Linked DNA regions of Mus musculus: region 1 is linked to region 2. A link is a contact called in public ChIA-PET data. All regions are on one chromosome and are shown on one strand. Each heading gives the region's core, a stretch centred on a gene start, on an enhancer-like site or on the middle of the called end of the contact. The rest is flanking DNA. Distances are from core to core; before and after follow the strand shown. Region 1 overlaps Wdr19 (WD repeat domain 19). Region 2 overlaps Tbc1d1 (TBC1 domain family, member 1).

Region 1 (3,354 bases), core at 304-2,803, 920 kb before region 2:
CGTGTGTTAATTATTTTATACATGTGTAGATTGCCTTTCCAGATATTTCAAGCAGAGTTTTAAAAGAACTACCAAGTATTTTCTAAAAGCAAAATATAGAATTTTCACAATTTAAGACTTCCAGGAGGTCGAGGCAGAGGGATGGCCATGTGTTTAAAACCAGCCTGGGTTCTGTAATGAGTTCCAGGGCAGCCTGAGCTACAAAGGGAGGCCTTGTCTCAAATGCAAAGGATAATGGCCTGGGGTGCAGCTCAGGGTTAGGGCGCTGGCACAGCACACAGCTCTAGGTTCAACCCCTAAAGCTGCACAACCAAGACAAGACAGAGCCACCGGAACAGTCTCTAGCCTCCAGAAGCAAGATAGATGCTGAGCAGGGCGAACAGAAATGACAGAGGGATGACTTTCTGAACCACAGCAGACACACAGCAAAAGAGACAAGACGTGCGCGGTATGCTTTGCCTACAAGTGACACTTTCTGTGGTATGCCTACTTTGAGAAGGAGACTTCTTAAGGTTAGAAAGTGCAAACAGTTATCTTGTATGCAAATACTGGCAAGACGTAATGATCTCCTGTGATGCTCTGTAGAAAAAAGTATCCCAAGGTCATTCATGACTCAGGGGACCAAAAACTGCAAGAACACACCAGGGATGTCCAGTGTGGGCACCTGAATTGGGGGCGGGGCAGCAGTAAACAGTGCATCTAATGTTCTGTTTCTAAAGGGCAGCAGAATAGAATGATCAAAACTGCAAGGTGACTAGAGCTCATGTCGGAGCAAACAGCGTTGAGAAGGCCAGAAGAATCTTAGAAAGTATACTAGTTTGAGGCAGTGACTTGGCTGGGTGGACAAAAAGTGTTTAGCATATGTACCCAATGACCTGAGCTTAAGTCCCAGATTCCATATAAAGGCAGAAGGAGAGAACTGACCCCACAAAATTGTTCTCTGATCTCCATTCACATGCTGTAGCACACATGTGTACTCATGTCCACCATATGTGCACGCGTGCACAAGCACACGTGTGGGTGTGACCATATGGCTGGGCTATGACAGGAAAGGAAACCAACAAGGCTGCTTTTGGCTCAGCTTCTCCACTAATTTCTAATGTTTTGCCTCCCTCTCTCCCTTTCCCGGGGCTGAAATGCAGACAGAACCCTGAGGCAGGAGCTTTCAGCTGGCAGGTAAGGATGCGTCCTGGAAAAGGCCAGAAGCTAAGATGGAAGGGAGATGGCATTCTGGGTAACCCACCCACTTCCTTACTGCTACATGAGAAAGACAGGAAACCACAACACGACAACTGTCATGTTCTTACAGTCCCTATAATTCGAAACTTATAATTCTGTTACTATTTACTTACTTATTTACTGGTCCTAAGGACTGAGCACAGAGCCTCGTGAACTGAGCCACACTCCCAACCTCTGTGATAACATTTGCCCACACTCTGCCTTATTCAGGTTGTCTTCTGTCTTTTAAAGATTCACAGTCTAAAGTGTACTGGTTGTTACCACCTCCCAAAGCTATAAAGCATAAAAGCTGGACCACAAAATTTGGTAACTCATCATGAAAGGCCATGTGTCTTTTAGAAGACTACCTAGTATCACGGCAGGAGTGTGTGTGAATAGGAAAGTCCCGTGAAGGTGAAGAACCTTTCATAACAACCTTTGCTTAATTGTAAATAAGAGTCCCAAGAGAGCTACATGAATTCCTTCCTGTCCACACTCCATCACCTCCTACTAGGCTCCAACTCCTCCAAGGTTCCCCTACGTCCCCACAGTATGTAGACGAGAGACCAAACTTCAGACAACGAAACCTTGGGTGATAAACCACATTCAACTCCAGCACACTCCATGGGAGAGATCCACATGGTAGGGAATCAGGACTTACAGTGGATAGAGTGAGTCTGTATAGGAACAGAAATCTGCAAGGAGCTGAACTCTACCAACCACTACGTGAGTGAGCTTAGAAACGGCCTTGTGGGAGATTCTGAGGCAGAGGCACTCCAAGAAGCTGCATCTGGATTCCTTGTCAACAACAATGAAACACTGATGTTTCAAGCTCCTACATTTTGAGATATTTTGTTATACAACAACAGCTGACAAATACATCACATTTCCAACTGTCTGTACAGTACAGACCAAGGAAGGTTTATCTGTGTGCTGTGCCTAAGCAGATATTCCAAGAGTATTTCAGTCAGTGCAGCCTAGTTCAGACAGTACAGTAGGGCACTGAGGTATGGACTGTAAAGACAGTACACCAGGGTACTGAGGAATAGATAGTGGTTCATGGAATAATTTTCCCAGTGGTGATGCTAGGTAGCCATTGACAATGCAGATTCTCTGAAGAAGAGATCCTCTTAGGATCAAATCAAGTTTGGGAAATTTCAACAGAAGAAGGAATTCATCTTAATTGAGATTTAGTCAGGATTCCTTTGGAAACTATTTAACATATCCATTAAAGGTATATCCATTAAAGCTTTAGACTCAGGAAGCCTGATTTGGAGTCCACAGTTCTCTAGTTCTTACCATTTTATCAGCATGCATGCATAAAACTTCACAAACATACTGTCTGAAACCACAGAGCTGATAATCCATTTGATATCAAAGGGGAAAATATATTTCCTTTAATAGCTAACTTATTAATCTTAAAGAAAAAAATCCTAGTAAAAAAGGATTTGTGTGTGTGTGTGTGTGTGTGAGTGTGTGTGTGCGTATGCAAGTGTGAAAGTTTGTGTGCCCACTTGTATCTGGGTGCTGTGTGTGTGTATGGATGCATGGGAACAGACAAAGGTTTCTGATCCTTAAAACATAAAACTGGGGGCTGGAGAGCTGGCGTAGTAGTTAGAAGCACTTGTTGCTCTTGCAGAGGACCCAGGGTCAGTTCCCAGTGCCCACAGATGGCTAGTAAACATCTGTAACTCCAATTCCAGGAAACCTGACGACACCCTCTTCTGACTTCAGTGGTCACCAAGCATGCACACGGTATACACACATAACTGCAGGCAAACACTCATACACCAAAAGTAAAATAAATCAGCATCTTTAAAAATATGGAATTATAAGCATATTCCACAGTGACTTAAATAAACTTTTATACATTAATCTGACATAAAACTGTTTACCACAAGGAAAAATGAACATCTCACATAGAGAGATGGTGGCGTGTTACCTGTCTTATTGTGTCGCCTTCCTGGTTACTAACTGTAATCATTTTATCTTCACCTCCCAAAGCAAGGAGATTCTCTGAATTCCAACATCCACATGTGATTTTCTTAGTATGTTTTCCTGAAGAAAAAAAAAAAGGCAATTTTTGCTGACATGTGGACTTCTCAAAACAGATAAATAAAAAATTAGTTATGCTAA
Region 2 (3,258 bases), core at 173-2,672:
GGAGGAGTACAGGGAAGAAATGTGTGAGCAAGGGAAGAGTCAGAAAAGCCATGGCTAGGGAACAACCGGAATTCCACAGGGACCTTTATCTAAGTCGCTGCTGGACCGCAGGCCTGAGTGGCTCACAGCTGTAGCCAGGACCTCTGCTGCCCTCCTCCCCCGCCCACCTGCCTTGTGGGTATATGTCGCTGAAATTCTAGTCCCGCCCACCTATTACACAATGCTTATCTGGGTGTGATCTAAGGCTGGAATCCATGAAAGGAAGCCTGTGAGTTGGGAAACACTTTTGTGCTTGCTCGGAAGAGGGGATGAGGAAGTTTAAGCATAGAGGGATGCTATGAAACAGAAGTTTAAACTAGTGGACCCAGTCCTTGCCCGACTCCTATAATGTTCAGCTTGTTAAATGTGAAATTGTGGCCTCTCTCCATGGAAAACACAGCACTAAGGCTTTCCTGACCAGGCAAACATCCTGGACATATCAGCTTAAGAGACAGCATCGTCCTTAGGTATCCGCAACTGTTGAGGCAGCTGGCAGACTGAGGCAACCAAGCAAATGGCCACACATAGTCTAAGGGACCAGAAGATGTCTTTTTGACAATATGACTCTTCTGCAAAAATGACAGCCTCTGTGATGTTAAGTGTGAGCTGAACATAGGTGTGGCAGTAAAGCCTATAATCCAAGCACTCAGGAGGACTTCTGAGGTCAAGGCTGGTCTGGCCTACACTGCAAGAGTTTGTGTCAGAAAACAAAGCTGAACAATGTGGCTGCCATTTGTAGGGGAGGTGCCTACTTTTGTTTTCTAAATCCCCAAAGAGAAGAGGCTGTCTGCATCCTATGTGATTACAGCTTCCACTGACTGGTCCACATCCCTCCTATCAGGTAGACGCTGTCATTACTCTATGCTATACCTGCATATCTATGGAGGACATCGCAAAACCAGTGTTAGCCACACAGGTCACAGAGGAGCCACAATGGGGTAATCACCTCACTAGACTGACCACTAGCAAATTAACCAGAAAATAGCAAGAGAAGATGTGTGTGTGTGTGTGTGTGTGTGTGTGTGTGTGTGTGGAACCCTAGGGCACCGGGAAAGCACCAATGCTGTGAAAAGAGTGTGGCACATTAAAAATACAAGGGTCATTTGGTCAGGCGCCTCACTTCTGGCATTTGCACCAAGGTTCACAGTTAGTCACAACTGCTAAGAAATGGGTACTAAAAAAGGCCAGTCAATATAAGTAAGCAAAACCACACGTGGCACACAAAACACTGCAGGTATAATTTGACCTTGAAAGGGAAAACCTGCTATGAGCTAGCAAGAGGAAACTACTTAAATAAACTTGAAACAAGAAGACAAAGGCTGCCTTTCACAGGAACCATGTAAAGTAGCCACATTCATAGAAATAGAAAGTAGAACAAAGGTTAGTGTGGGCTGGGGACAGGGGAGGGTGCTAATGGCTTTAAGGGTTTCACTTTTACAAGAGGAAACTCACAACCAAAGCTGAGCATCTCAGCCGCTTCGAGGTGTAAGTGTGTGTTTTACACACAAACCAATGCCAGGGCACTACTCTGATCTGCGAGTACCTCCAAGGTCACGCAAGTACCTCCAAGGTCACCAAGTACCTCCAAGGTCACCCAAGTACCTCCAAGGTCACACAAGTACCTCCAAGGTCACCCAAGTACCTCCAAGGTCACCCACTTTCTCTCAAATGGCCAGAAGCAAATTATTATCACAGCGGGTCTTAGTAACCAGCATGGAATCTTACTTTTTAGTTTTTTTCCTTTTAAACAAGTCTTGCAATGTGGTACAATCTGCCCTTGAACTCTCTGCTCCTCCTGCCTCAGCCTCCAGAGACTATGGGAGTGCCCTCTCACACCAGGCCTAGAGTTTTGCTTTGCTTTGAAAACAAAGGCTTGCAGGCTGGAACGGGGCAGTGGAAAGAGCCTACAGATTCCCCTCTGGAGCACCACAGCTGGGAAGGGGAGGAGGGCATGAGAGGAAGAGGCCCGGCATGAGGAAGACTTCTGTAAGCCCGCGGCCTCCCAAAGGTCCCATCACTTTGACATCACAGCAGTCCAGAGCTCAGCATCTCCGTGTGGATGTGTGTGGAAAGTTCCCCGTTCTTTTCTGAAGACTCCCACTTCTGCCTTGTGTGGGAGGCCTGAGCTCTGAGGAGCTGTGCAATGCTGCCCCCTCACAGCTCCACAGTGACCATAACACATCTGACACAACAAGGAGCTGAGATAGGGACCAGGCACGGAGCTGAGAGGAGACAAGCAGGGCAGCCCCGCTAGCCCATGCTAGACCATGCTAGCCCATCTCCAAGCATCTGACAGGCTACTCTGTAAATGGTCCCCAAAGAACACTGATCCCAGACTCTTCTAAGTAAAGGACAAATGAAGACTGCTGTGAGCACTGGAGCTATTAAAGGACAAATGAAGACTGCTGTGAGCACTGGGGCTATGGGTCTCGGTCTTCTCATATATAAAGTGAGGCACTATAAGAATTTTCTTGTTTTGTTTAAACATGAAAAAAAAATTCCAGGCTATCAAGAAGAACTTTTTACAATCTATAGCCTTAGGGTATTGATGACAAGATTTAATCAAGTACAAAAAGAATCTTTCCACCTTGCTTACCATCAGTGTCTGTAGAAATGGCTTGGTGCTAAGAGCATGTACTGTTCTTGCAGAGGACACAGTTTTGGTCCCCAGTACCCACACTGAGCTGTACCCACAGTGAGCTGGCTGGAGTCACCTGCTGATCTTAGAATTCAATAGCCACTGAGGAAGATGGGCTTATAGTCCTCCATTGTTTCCTGAGTGCCCTTAGGCACAGCTACACAGCACAGGAGATGGCTAAGAAGCTGAGAACAACTTCCTGTCATTGAACTGGAAATGAGTGAGACAGGAAGAGGCTCAGGGAAGACAACCTGCTTGGTGACACTCTGCCACAAAAAGAGGCAAGAATTGGAGAGAAGAATCTACCACCAAAAGGCCTGGTGACCAACAGGTCCTGTTCTCACAAGCCTCAGCTTCTTCATCTATAAGGAAGTTGAATAGATGACTTTCAACATCCTCACCTGCTTTTAGGATTCCTTGAAAGTGGTACACTTGATATCTATCACACACTTTCAGCAATGCTATTTTGGGGGAGAAGTATGGGCAATCTTGACTCTGCCTATAGATGACCATATCAGCGAACAGAGAACACACACACTTGGGCTCTGCAGCTTCCATCAGTAGTTCTGAGTGGCAGGCAG

The links. ChIA-PET counts read pairs in DNA pulled down with a chosen protein or histone mark.
Region 1: an RNA polymerase II ChIA-PET map of memory CD8 T cells shows a contact between it and region 2, with 10 read pairs. The contact joins two enhancer-like sites. A contact is called at or near these places in 6 of 39 promoter capture datasets (embryonic stem cells, hippocampal neurons, liver and 2 more), 2 of 115 datasets of contacts at active chromatin or transcription factors (fibro-adipogenic progenitors and memory CD8 T cells) and 1 of 9 other capture datasets (embryonic stem cells).

Annotation. Positions count from the first base shown.
Region 1 is chr5:65,215,725-65,219,078 of GRCm38.p6, reverse strand. Wdr19 (WD repeat domain 19) reads right to left here. Exons shown (of 37, transcript NM_153391.2): 6 at 3,161-3,276. Among named protein-coding and RNA genes, the nearest start is that of Wdr19, 18 kb to the right of the region's middle. Within about 2 kb of position 1,553, at least 32 of the 459 cell types and tissues checked have an H3K27ac peak or open chromatin away from gene starts, as enhancers often do. A contact at or near this core is called in memory CD8 T cells, where this site is marked.
Region 2 is chr5:64,295,430-64,298,687 of GRCm38.p6, reverse strand. The region is part of intron 14 of Tbc1d1 (TBC1 domain family, member 1); the gene reads right to left. Among named protein-coding and RNA genes, the nearest start is that of Gm38634, 40 kb to the right of the region's middle. Within about 2 kb of position 1,422, at least 169 of the 459 cell types and tissues checked have an H3K27ac peak or open chromatin away from gene starts, as enhancers often do. A contact at or near this core is called in memory CD8 T cells, where this site is marked.